5 separate regions of the Mus musculus genome follow, and all the other regions are linked to region 3. The links are chromatin contacts, called in public ChIA-PET and promoter capture Hi-C maps. All regions are on one chromosome and are shown on one strand. The core of a region is the stretch at or near the end of the contact, and the rest is flanking DNA. Distances in the headings are between cores, read along the strand shown.

Region 1 (2,828 bases), core at 97-2,596, 570 kb after region 3:
ACAGTTGGAGGAGACGGCAGGGAGGGCATGAGGCGGCTGGTCATACTGGTATGTCATACACATCGCGCTGTGGTATGGCTCAGGAAGCAGAGAGGAAGACTTTCCACAGTCAGTGCAGGTCTGGCCCGATCAGTGTCTGGAGAGACCTTCACAGCCACAGCCAGAGGTGTGTCTGGGGTGAACCTGCTAAGCTGGCTGTGAAGTCACACCATGCAACCCACCAACCAAACCTCATCTGCCCACAGTTCACCCACACTCCTCCCTGGTATCTTCTTCAGGCATCCATTTTTGCCCCACAGGGACATGTGACTGGGCGGGGCTGGATGACAAGAGACAACTCCCGAGTGACATGTTGACCTCTGGGCTGGGAAGCTTCTTGCCTGGGGTAGCCTCTCATTACCCCGTTTGCCCGATCTCCATCCTCTTTCCGGCCCTGCCAAGGGACCCGCCTCATCTACTGTCTGTTTCCACTCATCCCACATAAAATCTGTTACCTCTCCTCGACCTTCCTGTTACCTCAGCCAACACTCCTTGCAGATGGACCCCACCAGCATCTTCACCCCACTTTCCCAGCATCCTCAGTCTGCCATCCACCAGACATCCCTTCCGGTCCACTCTTCCCCCCCACACACACAACCTAGTCATGTCTACAGCTGCCATCACTCCCACCCAGCCACCACCCACTGTCCCCTACCCACTCATCCACAGCTATCAGTGAGCCACCCTCTACCATTAGCCCAGTCACTCTCCAGCCACTGTCATCCCCATTGCTATCAGGAATTTAACATCCAACACCAGGTGCCACTGTCAATGATGTACTCACAGAAGCCCTCCTCAAGCCACTGCCACCACCGTTTGGTGACTGGCCCACCCGTCATTTCTCTCACTGGTGATTCTCCATTCATCGTGCACCCTGCCTGTCACCTCTAACCTGCCTTCATGGCCAGCCTACCCAGGCACGTCACTCTCTGCCTTAGCTCTCTTTGTTCTCTTCCAGGACCTTCACGCGCCTTTGACATCCCTTCCGGTCTGTTCTGCAACCCACACAATCCCTGCAGAGCACACACCCAGGCTAAGACTTCAGGCCTGGAGAAGATGGGCAAAGATGGCTGAGTTCCAGGGTTCTTGGCCACCTCCACACCGTGTCACCGGGAAAGTCAGGACGACACCCTCTTATTGGGTACCCAGGGTCCTGGGTCCTAAAGGGCAGATGCTAAAGCCGCTGAGAAGATTCCTCCAAGGGCCCTCAGGAGACAGCTGGGCGATCCCAAGGTAAATGTGTAACATCTGGGCGCCCCCTGTCCCTCAGCCCCGCCCGGTCACGTGGGGCCCTCGGAGCGAAGTCCGCATCTGTGAGAGCCTCGGCGGAGAGATGGGTGCTCTGGGCCGGGTCCTGCTGTGGCTGCAGCTCTGTGGTAGGCCCCGTGTCCCCCTGGGTCTGGACCTTGATTGAGGCTGAGGTTTCTCTAGGAAGGGTCGCGATCGCAGGAGAGGTTGGGATATGGAGGTGGCGTTGGCAGCCTGCCTCAATTTCCCGGTCCTCTGGCGTGGGTTGGTAAAGTTTCCAAAGCCCAGGAAGTGGAGAAACCGCAGCCTATTCCCGTGGACCTCCCAGCCCCTGGCGCCTCCTCTGTGCACAATCGGGACAGGGTCGCCAACTCCGGGCTCTGGGACCCCTCTCTGCCCCAGTGAGCTTCCCGCCAGAGCTCTTTCCTAAGGGCCGATTCCCCTCCGACCCCCCCCCCCCCGGGCAGTCAGAGTGCTGTGAATAGAGACGACGTTCCGAGGGAGGAGAAGGGCATGTTTGCGCGGGTTCTGTAGATCAGCTAAGAGTGCGCCTGAGAACGCCGCGGTGGGGCCTGACCGCCTTGCGCTGTGTGCACCTCTGCCGCGCCTCTTTGGAAAGTCGCCTTCCCAGAAGGCGACACTCAGCCTTCCTTTCTTTAGCAATGACTCGGGCCGCCTACAAACTTTGGGTCCCCAATACCTCCTTCGATACTGCCTCCAACTGGAACCAGAACCGGACCCCGTGCGCGGGAGATGCGGTTCAGTTCCCGGCGGACAAGGTACCTTGGTGGGGGGTTGAGGGGATGAACTGGAGGTGGGGAGGTCGGTCAGCCTCGCGCCTAACGCCACCTCTTGCTGCAGATGGTGTCGGTCCTGGTACGAGACAGTCACGCCATCTCGGATATGGTAAGGCTCGGGGCTGTGGCCTCAGCGGGCATGGCTGGCCCTGGGTCGTGCGCCGCCATGGAGCCTCTGGGTAGAGACAATCTCTGGGAAAGGACATCAGAGAGTACGTGGGGTCTCCCAGTCCAGCTCCACTGTCCCCTCCCCCACAGTATCTAAGTGCAGGGTGGGCTCTGGGAAACGTGCCTGCCCTTCCCTTCCTGGAGGCCATGTTAACAAGCTACCAGTGGCCCAGCTAGCCGGAGGGTGAGGAGCAAGAGGTTAAACAGCCCCTGCCTCCCCTCATGCTAAGGCTATGTGCTTTATAAATAAAGGCTGATGGTCCCGAGACCCTAGTTCAGACCCTGTGGTTGGAGCTAAGAATGAACTCTCTCTCTCTCTTCCTTTCTTCCTTAATTCCTTTTCTTTTGGTTTTTCTAGACTGTGTTTCTCTGTGTAGCTCTGGCTGTCCTGAAACTCACTCCGTAGACCAGGCTGGCCTCGAACTCAGAAATCCGCCTGCCTCTGCCTCCCAAGTGCTGGGATTAAAGGCGTGCGCCACCACGCCTGGCTCTTCCTTTTGCTAATTTCCTAACGGGATGACATGGGAGTTCCACCTTCTGTTCCAATTCTCCAAAAAAAGACTAGCATCCTCCAAG
Region 2 (2,872 bases), core at 189-2,688, 880 kb after region 3:
ATTCAGAGGCTTTCCTCTGCAGTCCTCTGCTTAACCAAAAAGGGAGAAAGAGAATAACATTTAATAACCCATCTGGTGCCCCGAGCACACCCCTAAGAGGGTGAGATAGGAGCTCTGAGTGCGTCTTGGCCCCGGCTTGTTTTGTCTTGGGACCCTCTGGCCTCTCTGGATGTGATGCTGGTGTTTGAAGATCTGTTGTTTCACAAAGCAGGATACACCAGGATATCGGGGTGTTGGGGGGGCAGAACCAAAGCAAGCAAACAAAACATAAGAAGGAAAGAAAGCAAAGTTTAGTCACTCACAAGTTTAGCCATTTCTAAAGCTGTAGGAATGGGGTTCAGATCCTTCTATAACCAACACCACCGATGGCCTGGGTAAAGTAACCAACTTACCCAGACTTTAGGTCACGTGCTGTGCCTGAGCATCTTATGCGGCTACACTGAGGCTTAATGAATAACCGGCACAAGGTGGACTATTAGTAACAGTTTGTCTTACCCCGGCTCACATAGCCCTCCCTCCTCTACCAATGGATTCTCTCCTTAGAAGACATAAAGAGGTGACACGCTGAGCAGGCCTTCTAGAAGAGGCAGCATATTCAGAGTTCCACCTGCAGGTCACTCCCTGGTCCAAGCCTGTAGCAATATCGCTCTTCAGAAGACTGAAGTAAGAGAGGGAGAGGCGAGAGAGGAGGAAGGAGAAAGGGACAGAGGGGAAAAGTGAGGGATAGAGGGAGTGAGAGAACGAAAGGGAGAGGAAGAGACAGAGAAATATTGATTATATAAGCCCCTACCGGCATTTAGGATCTGATCCTGGGGGCGTCTACGTGATCTCATCGAGTCCCTCTTCCCAGCTTTTTGTGCTACCTTGTTATTTTATACTTCACTCTTTCATCCGAATGGGTATTCAATTGAGCCGGCTCCGATAACCAGTGGCTCCTTAGTCAGAGGCAAAAAAGTTCTTTGGCTGGATGCTAGATGCCTCGGTTACGAAGCAGGAGCCTGGCTCCTTCCTCTTCAGCTAGACCAGTGACTGCTGCTTCGCTGCTGGAGCTCCATCCTTTGCAGCGTGGCCGCGGGAAAGAAAAGTCAATTTTTGCAAACAGTAGGCTCTTCATGTGTAGTATAATCCAGACAGCCTAGATCTGTACTCTGCAAATGCCAGCCCAGCAGTCGGGCACAGGATGCCCTCTAGGGAAGTGGTCCGGAGGGGTCAGGGATGCCCAGGCAATCTGGACCATTGGAACTCTCCGCCCGCTAGAGAGGAGACCAAGCAAGACCTTTCCGACGGCACCACCCCCTCAGACCCAACAGGACGAGTCGCCCCTAGCAACAGCAGCCGGCAGCTAGCTCCGACCGCGCTGATTGGCGGAACTCCAGGCGGCCGTAGCGTCACTTCCGGCAGCCGGAGGCAGCGGAGGAAGCCGAGGCGCGGCCATCTTGAGTCTGTAAGGCTCCTGAGGTGCCGGGAGCGGCGGTGGCAGCCGGCAGGGCGAGGCCGGGCGGAAAGCGAGCCGGAGAAGGGAAAGCAGCCGGGCGTGGGCGCCTCCTCCGCGGCTCCCTCCATGGTCGGCGCCTGCAGGCCGCGGCGGCCTGTCTTGCGCTCCATCTCCGCTCCATCCTCCTGCGCTGCTGCCTCTTCAGGGGCTGCCGGCCGCGCCGTGTCGAGCCCCCGGGGCTGAGCTCCGCGGCGCTGCGGCTGCGAGCGGCGAGGAGGCGCGGGGCCCGCGAGGCCCGTGAGGTGCCCTGAGGCTTGCGGCGGCGGCCAGCCGGCCCGCTTCCAGTGCGGCCGCCGGCGCTGGGGGAGAATGAGCCCCGGGGCCCGCGGGCGCACGGCCCGGGCCAGGCCGGAGATCTAGACTCCGGCCAGGGAGGGCAGGGCCCGGAGGCTCGCGGCCGCTGCTCGCCGGCCGCCCAAAGCTGGGCGGTTTTGTTTTCGCCTTGGCGTTGTGCGGAATCAAAGCGCAATAAGATGTCCACTAGGACCCCTTTGCCAACGGTGAATGAACGAGACACTGAAAACGTGAGTGGACTGCGCTGCAGGGTGGCAGACCCTCAGGGTGGTAGCAGGGGGATCCAGCCCAGATGCTCCAGGCAGGGGTCAAGGCGCAGCCCTGTCCTGCGGCGCGCGTGCGGCCTGCGCGCTGTCCTTACGGTCGGCTGAGCATTACCCGTCCGTGCGCTGCTGCGGCCAGTGCGCGGTTGAACACAACTCTCCTCTTAACGTCGGGCAGGGTCTGAGCCTGCCAGTCAGACCTAGGTGCAGATTAATAGGATCCAATCGGGTCGAGCGGAGCGCCCTTTAAAAGGGGACTAAGTTTAATGACAACTGCCAAAACTAAGTGCCCCGTGGAGAGATCCTTGTGGGCCCCCGTAGTTCCCGCACTCACAAGAGTAGTTCTCTGCTCCAGAGCCGCTGCCTTTATCAAGGAGTAGCTTCCCGTCCTTGGCAAAGCTAAATCTGTTCGGAAGCAGCGGGCTGAGTGTTTTGAGAAGCAGATGTGAAGCTCTGCTCTGTTCTGCTGCCCGGCCGAGGGACACCCACTGGGTTGCCTTTTCCTTCCGCTGCAAAAGGTTGGCTTGGAGTAGCTCTCAGGCCCGGTCCAGTGTGCACACCCAGCAAATCTATGTAAAAGGATTTTGTTGGAAAGGACCTGCAGAACCAAACCAAACCACAGCCTGGAGCAGCATTGCTAGGGAGTGACAAACGTGTAGTAGAAGTTCTACTGAAGAAATGTTTGACCTGCCCAAGTGTTTTTTGAACTCTTCTTCCGCATCGGATTCCAAAGTGTTCCAGCCTAGCTTTGTCCTCTGTAAAGCATTTAGTAAATAACTTGTAAAGAAACTTCACTGGCCTTTCATTATGCGGAGCTATG
Region 3 (2,700 bases), core at 181-2,680:
ACTCTCCAAGTTAACCCTCTCAAGCACTTACTGAAGTTAACCAGACACCCCCTACAATTGAATACATTCCTTTTGGCCTATGCCTACCTGTGTCAGTCCTCACTGTGAAGGATCCCCCAGCTGAGGACTCCCAGGCATACTGCTCATCGTCGTTATGCTTCGTGATGACAGTCACTTTCTCAGCAACCAAATAGGCAGAGTAAAAACCAACACCAAACTGGCCAATCATAGAGATATCTGCACCAGCCTGCAAAGCCTCCATGAAGGCTTTGGTGCCCGACTTGGCAATGGTGCCAAGGTTATTGATCAAGTCGGCCTTGGTCATTCCAATCCCGGTATCCACAATGGTCAGGGTTCGGTCCTGTTTGCTGGGAATGAGATTGATGTGCAGCTCCTTCCCCGAGTCCAGTTTACTGGGGTCCGTCAGGCTCTCGTAACGGATTTTATCCAGAGCCTATTAAGAAAAGATTAAAAATGAAAAAACCGTCAAGCGCAAACCCCAAGGTGAAATTTTCAGGGAAAGCAACGTCCAATCCTCCAAGTGGTATACTCACGTCCGATGAATTGGAGATGAGCTCCCTCAGAAAGATCTCTTTGTTCGAGTAGAAGGTATTGATGATCAAGGACATTAACTGGGCAATTTCTGCCTGAAAGGCAAAGGTCTCGACCTCCTCCTCCTCCATTGGTTGGTCTTGGGTCTGGGTTTCCTCAGGCATCTGGAACACAGAGGACGACTCTAAAGCCTCACAGAATGGCTGCAGGCGTGCTAACGACCGCCCCTCCTCTATAGAGGTCTCTTACCGACTCTATTTTGGACTAAGAAAGGGACGAAATAGAAAAGGGCGACGGGGCGGGGGGTGGATGACAAAGGGATGACCTCATTTCAGAATGCGGTAATTACGAAGCGCATGTGCGCGCCTCCGGGAGGACGTTCGGACCCGGGCGGCTCCACGCACGCCGTTCCTAACGGCCACCCTCCCCCAACCCGCCGCTATGGCGCCTCCCTCGCCCGCCCGCGCCTCGGCGGCACCGGCGACAGCCCAACCCTCGCTTCGCTCGCCCCGCGCCCGCCTCGCCGCCGCCACCGCTCCTCCTCGGCGGCCATTGCCGCATCCCCGGCCTGGGGCGTAGATATGAGGCCCGCCTGGGGCCTAGGGTCGGAAGCCATGGCCGCCCACCTCCGCGGGCTGAGGGAACTCGGATGGTGGCCCCGCTGCCGCCGCGGCGCCAGCAACCTACGGCCCTGCTCCCCAAGCCCCCGCTAAGTCCGCCTGCGCCATCACTCACCGTGGCTGAATGAACACGCACGAGACGTGACGCTCCGCACCAGGACACTGAAGCAACTGGCGCGCCGCCCCCTGCGCCGGCCTTATATAGAGGCGGGCCCGCCCAGCGCGCGGCGCTTCTTTCCAGAAGCCTCCGGAACCTTCCGGAAGAACCCTCCCCAACCGTCGCCTCGGCCGCGCGCCCGCGCCTGCGCAATGGACGGGCCCCGCCCCTCCACCTGGAGCGCGCCGAACCCGCGCGGAGAACGAACGCAAGCCCCTCCTCCACAGCCAGGTGCTCTGCACATGCGCAGTCCGGAACGCTCGGCGGGCCGGGCGCCTTCCCGGGCCGCACGCGCGCGCGCGGACGGGCCGGCCAGCGCATGCGCCTGAAGCCTCCATGTGAGCCCTGTGGTCTAAGGCTTCTTTTCCCCGGCGCTCTGTAAAAGGGACGTCCCCATGGGAACGCGCGCGTGTTGTGTGAACCTCGCGGTCCTCTGCGGCGCTTTAGGTCCTTGCAGGCAAAAGGTCCCCCTTCGGGCTCCCTTTGGGAACGCGGACCCCGCAGGAGGCGAGTCCCGCCCCCCCCCTGGCTTCCACCTTGATGGGTGGGGCGCCTCCCGGACTGGGGTTCTGGTTGCGTAGTCTGAATTTCAGGGCTGACCCCGCTGGAGTGTGTTCTGAAGCCTTACAGTGGGCTTACTGAGAGACCTTACACGGTGGGTCTTACAAATCCGTCCAGAGTGCTTGGGGATTTCTCTTTGACCAAAAGCTATGACCCTCAAATTGGGCGTTGTGAGGGATTTTGTATCAAATTTGTGCTACCTTAATTTACTGTAATTTTGGGGCTGGAAAGATGGCTCTTCCAGTAAAGGTGCTTGGGTTTGATATCTGCCACCCAGAGCGTGGGAAAAAAAGCTAGCCTTCAGCGCTGTGTCTCCCACGTGCCCATACACACACACACTCGCACAGTGTGAAAATAAGTGTAAAGGACTAGAGAGATGGCTGGGAGCAGTTAGTGGTGCCAAACACGCACGTTAAGGCAGCTCACAACCACCAGTTACTACAGTTCTTGGAAATAAACTATCCTCTCTGGCCTCCACGGGCACCAGGAACACACATGGTGCACAGGCACACGCAGTCAAAAAATGGTCATATAAAACACTCTATCCTGATTTTTGAAGCACCTTCATATGGTGTACATACGAAGTTACTTTGGGCGATTAACGTGACCCAAAAGATAGTTTCCTTGTTTGTTTATCTTTAATATAGGCTTCGGTTTCACTCCCCATACCTTTCCTTTGGGTTACTCCCACCCTGTATTTCCTATTTCCGCATCTTTTCCTGCTGACAAAACGATTACTAAGATTAGAAAGAAAAGGGCTGGAGAGATAGCTCAGTGGTTAAAAGCATGGACTGGTCTTCCAGAGGACCC
Region 4 (2,700 bases), core at 160-2,659, 720 kb after region 3:
TTATTCTCATGTTCCCACGCTTTGCCCACCCTTCTATCTATCTTGCCTCAGAGAGCTTACCTAGTGTGCTATCTTAGTTAGGGTTCTATCGCTGTGAGCAGATACCATGACCAAGGCAACTCTTATAAGGACAACATTTCATTGGGGCTGGCTTACAGGTTCAGAGATTCAGTCCATTATCATCAAGATAGGAACATGGCAGCATCCAGGCAGGCATGGTGCAGGAGGAGCTGAGAGTTCTACATCTTCATCTGAAGGCTGCTAGCAGAACACTGACTTCCAGGCAGCTAGGATGATGGTCTTAAAGTCCACACCCACAGTGACACACCTACTCCAACAGGGCCACACTTCCAAATAGTCCCACTCCCTGGATGGAGCACATACAAACCACCACACTCCACATGCTATAAAGAAGAGAAAACTGGACAGACACATACAGAGGAAAGAACACATAAAGAGAGAGAGCACCAGGCACGATGGCACATGCCTTTAATCCAATTTCTGTGCTTACAGAGCCAGCCTGGTCTACATAGTGAGCCACAGGACATAGAAGAATACATAGTGGGACCCTGTCTCCAGAAGAAGTAGAAGAGGGGGAGGAGGAGGAAGACGAAGGAAAGGAGGAGGAAGAGGAAAAAAGAGGTAGCCTCAGAAGAGTCAAGACCTTAGCCCTCAGGTCCCCCAAACCGGGAGAGTATAGCCTGTGTGGCGCTGTGTTCTCACAGCCCAGTACTGAGTACTCAGTACTGAGTACTGTAACCAGAGCATCCATACTGTACCCAGGTACAGAGCAGGTCAGTCATGAATGTGTCCTTGGATTTCCTCCAAGTTTTTTTTCTTAAGACGCTGACTGTGGAATCCCCCTGAAATCAGGGGACGTGCCTCTTCTGAAATCTCCATGGCCCTCTCCGAGAAAAGCTTCCTGTCTGAGTCTTTGTGAAAGCAGAAGGCCTGAGTTCCGAAGCCATTCACAACAGCCCCTCCTCCACGCTGTTCATGCTGCGCTGCTTCTGCCTAGAAGGCTGCCTGTCATTCCTGAGTGTGAGCCCCTGCGGTCCCTCGGTCCTCTCCCACCAGCACTCCGGAGCAGTGTATGGCTCACACCTGGTGCCCCAGGCATTACAGAAAACTTCCCTAACAGGTCTCTGCTCTCTGCTTCTCAGCTCGGGCAAGCATAGGGGGCACTGGAGTGAACGTCCTAGACTGGCCTGGAGCTGCAGCCCTTGGCTGGAGAGAGGAGACTTTCTGGGCTTGAGCACTAGGGGGTAAAAACCTCCCATTTATCTTACCTCTGGCAGTGGTCAGGATCTGACAATCCTCGGTGGTCCCCAGCCCCCGCTGCTGCATCCTCCTCCCCTAGCCCCACCTCCCTAACCTCTCCTCCACTAATCTCCACCTCCCCAGCTTCCCTTAGGGCCCTCCCTAGCCTCCCCTCCCCAGTCTCTCCCTGTCAAGCTCCGATCAGGCTCAGGCAAGCTCCGGGACTGTGGCTGATCAAAGGTTAGAGTGGTTGTCTCTGGAATGAAAGGGGTGGAACTTTTCTGAAAGCGAAAGTATGGGGTCCGAGTAGAGAGTGGGTCAGGGCGGTCCTGTGGCTGGGAAGTCCCAGCTGTTGGTCCACCAGTTGGGCTGTGCTGGCAGCCATCTCTCTCCTGGACCTGGTCTCAGGATCCTGCTTGGCTGGCTTGCTTAGGACCTCTGCTGCCTGGGTGCAGTTGTCTGCGTGCCTATCAGGTAAGACCCAGCCAGGTGGGGCAGGAGGATGTGAGGGTGTTTGGGGCCGTGGGTGGGGACCCAAGAGGCTGAGACTACTCTGGCTGTGTTAGTTGGCTTTGTTGTCAAGGGTCTGGGCTCCAAGCCCAGGACGGCTGAACTAGAATACCAACTCAGCCACAGGAGATATACGCACATCCGAACACATAAACAGCCACACACACTTGCAGAGAGCAGAGACATCCATGAGGCCTACAGACACAGACACGGAAGACGCACACACATATTACAAGACAATCACACACACGGCGAGGCACTGGAGCTAGCTAGCACGAAGATCTGAAAGAGGTACCACAGGTTCACAATCATGGCAGGGCCACACCATTCCTTGGGTACCTGACATTTATTTATTGGCCCCATCATGGGTCTGAGCCAGGCTCATTCCTTGCTCCCTGGAGGCTCCTGGCCAAGTGGCAGAAAGATCTCAGATCATATAACTACTATCTAGGGCTGGAGCTAGACCCAGAAAAGGGTGAGCTTCTCAGAGGAAGAGCCCCAAGGAAGCTCTCAGCAGCTGGAAGATGAGGGGCAACTCCCAGAAAGGCTTGGACAGGGAATGAGTCCTGGGACGCAGAGGGGCAACAGAGAAAAGCAAGACAAACCCGAGGAAAAGCCTTGTGTGCCTACTTAAGAAGTCTGTCCTTCAGTGAAAGTCTGTCCTTCAGTGGGGGGTGGCTACCAGGGATGTTTTTATTTTGGCAACTGTGAAGGGAGCCTGTGTCTTTTTTAAAATAGGCCTGGCTGGCACATAGAACAGCTACTGATCGTGTTTGCAAAATCAACACATGGAATTTACTAAACTCTTGTTATTCCCATAATAACCGCGCTTAGGATTTTTCGGAACTGCTTGCTTCTGACATTTGCAGCTCTTACTGATTTTCCTAGCTTGTTGATTTCACTAGATCTCGAAGGCGAGCACTGAGGCGG
Region 5 (2,846 bases), core at 227-2,726, 750 kb after region 3:
CTGTGGAGTTTCCCAACCATTTCCTTATCTGTTTGAAATCTGGAGCTGGATCAATAGAGCGGAGGCTGGATACTCTGGGGAGGTCATACGATGTGTCGAGAGGCCGCTAGGAGGTAGAAGGCTGGAAGTAGAAGGCCTGGGTTCTCATCCTCTTTCTATATTTGGATGGGATTGTGGGTACAGTCCTAGGGTCTTTGTCTTCCCTTGTGGAGCAGAGGCAACACCCAGCTTGGACCCTGGAGGCTCAATAGAAATATCACCCATTAGGACCTCAGGGAGAAGAGGAAGCGTGCGGTTTGAGTTTTGAGACAGGCTCTCATTGCGTAGCCCTGGCTACCTGGAACTTGCTCTGTAGACCAGGATGGCCTCAAACTCAGAGATCTGTCTGCTCTGCCTCCCAAGTGCTGAGATTGAATGTGTGCACCACTCCCGCCCGGCAGCCTTCTGTTCTTGCCTCCTACAACCTACCATGGTATAGGATGGAGGAGAGTCTTCTTAAACCTGGCACTTGGCCACTGCTCCCCAGGAGGAAGAGGAAGTTCTGGGTTTCCAGGGACAACCCCTTAACATAACCCACCCACTCAGCTGCCCTTCCCTCTTTCCTCAAAGCTCTGTGCTTAGACAGGCAGGGAAAGAAGAGAGGGCCCAAACAAAAGATGGGGAGGAGCCGAGCTCCAAGTAGAGGCAAAAAAGAAGCTGGTGTCTAGCAGGGAAATTCCTGAGTGAGCCCATCTTCCAGAGGGCAGAAATTCCCCTTTCTACACTAGCCTACAACCCCACCTTCCCCAAGGTGGGAAGACCCCCGAGAAAAGACCCCCGAGAAAAGGCCCGCAGAAGGGAGTGCTGAGGATCACCCCCAGCCCCATCCTGGAAAATCTTGTCACTGGGAGCCCTGGAGAAGGAGGCTCAGGTGAGGGCTGTCTGTCATTTCTGTGTAACCTCAGGATAATGATGAAGATGGGCCCCATCACTCAAGGCTTGGTGATGAGAGGTTTTGAGAGGTCCCACTACCAGTCGTGTGCCCAGCTGCCTTAGGACACCTCCTCCGGGAAGCTTTCCTTCCAGACTTTCAAGGACACAGGGGTGCTCAGAGCGGTAACAACACTTGGCAGAGGCGTTGAGATGGAAGAGGGCACTCCCCAGACCTAAGTAGGTGCTGACTGTGTGACGCGGGACAGAGGCTTTGTGCGTGCGCCCCTGCTAGGTAGCCAATCAGAGACCGTGGTGCGACAACAGCTCTCCGCTAAGCGGAACTCGTGGCTCCCTGTGCACGCACATCAAGACCACTCTTTCCAGGCTATTGGGAACAGCAAAGTGACCCCGCCCCTCTCTCTACCGGCCCGGCCCCGCCCCCAACACTGGACTCGCCGGGCCGAGGCGTCCGCCAGCGGATTTTCCGCGGTTGCGGTTGGTGGAGCAGGCAGAGTCTGGGCGGAGCCTGCGACTATTTTAGGAGGGCCCCTCCAGGGTCGGGACTAAGGCGTCCTGTCCTGGACACAGTAAGTGACCTCTGCCGCTGTGCCTCTGTCCCTGCCGCTCTACGTAGCTTCCCTTCCAGTCCTGACACAGAGTGTCGGACAGGATTCGCCGGGGGAATGGCCCTGAGTGGCCAAGGGGACGCGGGCGGGATATTTCGAGGTCCCTTGACCTCCAGCATACGCACTGCTAGGGACTTACAGGCGTTACTCTGAGCCCCTCACACCAGGGTCCGGAATCCCCGCGCGCAGCGAAAGTTTCTTAAGTGTTGTAGGGACTGGGACAAAAGTGAGGGAGTCTCGGGTTTACAAAAGGAAGGTCCCAGCACCCGCGGGACTCCCTGTCCGGATGATCTCTTGTGGGGCAAGAGTCAGTAAGTTAGTTGCAAGATCAGTGAGGTTCTCTGTGGTGTCTAGAATTGAGGGAGGTGACACCATCCAGCCACCAGATGCAGCCCTCCCATGTGTCTCTGAGACCCCTTCGTGCCTCTGCGGGCCCGGCTTGGTGATGCTTTAAACAGCATCTCATTACTCCTGCTGCCTTTCCCCTCTGCAGTCAGGGATACAGGGGAACTTGCTTTCTAAGGCCCACCCAGTGCCAGGCTTCTGATTTTGCCACATCCTCTGAGCAGCACTGAGAAAGGAGTGAGGGGAGGGCTCGTTCTCATTTTACAAACGGGAAAACCGAGACATACTGAGGAAGAATGTTGTTTAGCCCTAATCCTGGTGAGAAGTGTAGCTGAGCCCGCAGATGCTCCTCCCTTTTATACCAATAGCCTCTGACACTGAAGGGCAACTGGGGCCAGACATTCAGGTCAGCAGCTCCATCAGCCAGGCCAGCCCTTATGGGTGTTTGCCATGCGAGTGGGATAGGTTGGCACAGGCTTTAAAAACTGCCTGGCCCTATCTCAGGCCTCATGAGGTTAACGAGAGAGAGGGCTCTCTCTGCTCAGGGCACCTGGTGAGGATGATAAGAGCTGGGGTAGAGGAGCCCAGGCTTTCTGTCCAATCAGGGTGCTTTACCCATGCCCCAGTTATGAGATAAGCCCCTCAGGAATCTATCCCGAACCTGGGCAGTTGAGCTGGTGGAGGCGGAGATGGTGTGGGAAAGGGCCCTTAAAGTGTGTTGTGTTTGGGCAAGCACCTCCCCTCCGCAGTTTCCGGGGTTCTCCTTCGTGATGGTGGGTCTTCCCACTTGCCTTACCGGGAGCTGTTCCTGGATCACGCCAGGTCATTTTGAAGAAATGAAGCTACAGCTTGGGGTTTTTATCCTTGAAGGATGGGGCAGGGAAGCCACCTCCTGGTAATGGGTCACACCGTTTACCAGAAAGGCCCTCCTCCTGCCTGCTCCCTCCCTCCAGGCTAGCCCTG

Evidence for each region. Promoter capture Hi-C pulls out the DNA fragments that hold promoters and counts their contacts. ChIA-PET counts read pairs in DNA pulled down with a chosen protein or histone mark.
Region 1: a contact with region 3 is called in a promoter capture Hi-C map of liver, with 4 times the contacts expected there. The contact joins the promoter of Amn here to the promoter of Hsp90aa1 in region 3. A contact is called at or near these places in 4 of 39 promoter capture datasets (hippocampal neurons, liver and pre-B cells).
Region 2: a contact with region 3 is called in an RNA polymerase II ChIA-PET map of effector CD8 T cells, with 18 read pairs. The contact joins the promoter of Mark3 here to the promoter of Hsp90aa1 in region 3. A contact is called at or near these places in 3 of 39 promoter capture datasets (cranial neural crest, liver and pre-B cells) and 2 of 115 datasets of contacts at active chromatin or transcription factors (effector CD8 T cells and pancreatic cancer cells).
Region 4: a contact with region 3 is called in a promoter capture Hi-C map of liver, with 5 times the contacts expected there. The contact joins the promoter of Exoc3l4 here to the promoter of Hsp90aa1 in region 3. A contact is called at or near these places in 3 of 39 promoter capture datasets (hippocampal neurons and liver) and 1 of 115 datasets of contacts at active chromatin or transcription factors (pancreatic cancer cells).
Region 5: a promoter capture Hi-C map of liver shows a contact between it and region 3, with 5 times the contacts expected there. The contact joins the promoter of Tnfaip2 here to the promoter of Hsp90aa1 in region 3. A contact is called at or near these places in 2 of 39 promoter capture datasets (both in liver) and 1 of 115 datasets of contacts at active chromatin or transcription factors (pancreatic cancer cells).

Annotation. Positions count from the first base shown.
Region 1 is chr12:111,269,750-111,272,577 of GRCm38.p6, forward strand. Amn (amnionless) reads left to right here and starts at 1,347. Exons shown (of 12, transcript NM_033603.3): 1 at 1,347-1,415; 2 at 1,948-2,066; 3 at 2,149-2,193. The coding sequence starts at 1,373. Gm51960 (a long non-coding RNA gene) reads right to left here. Exons shown (of 3, transcript XR_003950150.1): 2 at 2,071-2,276; 3 at 1-1,466.
Region 2 is chr12:111,573,083-111,575,954 of GRCm38.p6, forward strand. It overlaps Mark3 (MAP/microtubule affinity regulating kinase 3), which reads left to right and starts at 1,439. Exons shown (of 18, transcript NM_001370744.1): 1 at 1,439-2,019. The coding sequence starts at 1,969. 2810029C07Rik (RIKEN cDNA 2810029C07 gene) reads right to left here and starts at 1,320. Exons shown (of 2, transcript NR_045295.1): 1 at 791-1,320; 2 at 1-658.
Region 3 is chr12:110,694,965-110,697,664 of GRCm38.p6, forward strand. It overlaps Hsp90aa1 (heat shock protein 90, alpha (cytosolic), class A member 1), which reads right to left and starts at 1,431. Exons shown (of 11, transcript NM_010480.5): 1 at 1,288-1,431; 2 at 555-716; 3 at 88-454. The coding sequence starts at 716.
Region 4 is chr12:111,416,021-111,418,720 of GRCm38.p6, forward strand. It overlaps Exoc3l4 (exocyst complex component 3-like 4), which reads left to right and starts at 1,410. Exons shown (of 14, transcript NM_001289487.1): 1 at 1,410-1,734.
Region 5 is chr12:111,441,185-111,444,030 of GRCm38.p6, forward strand. Tnfaip2 (tumor necrosis factor, alpha-induced protein 2) reads left to right here and starts at 1,477. Exons shown (of 12, transcript NM_009396.2): 1 at 1,477-1,499.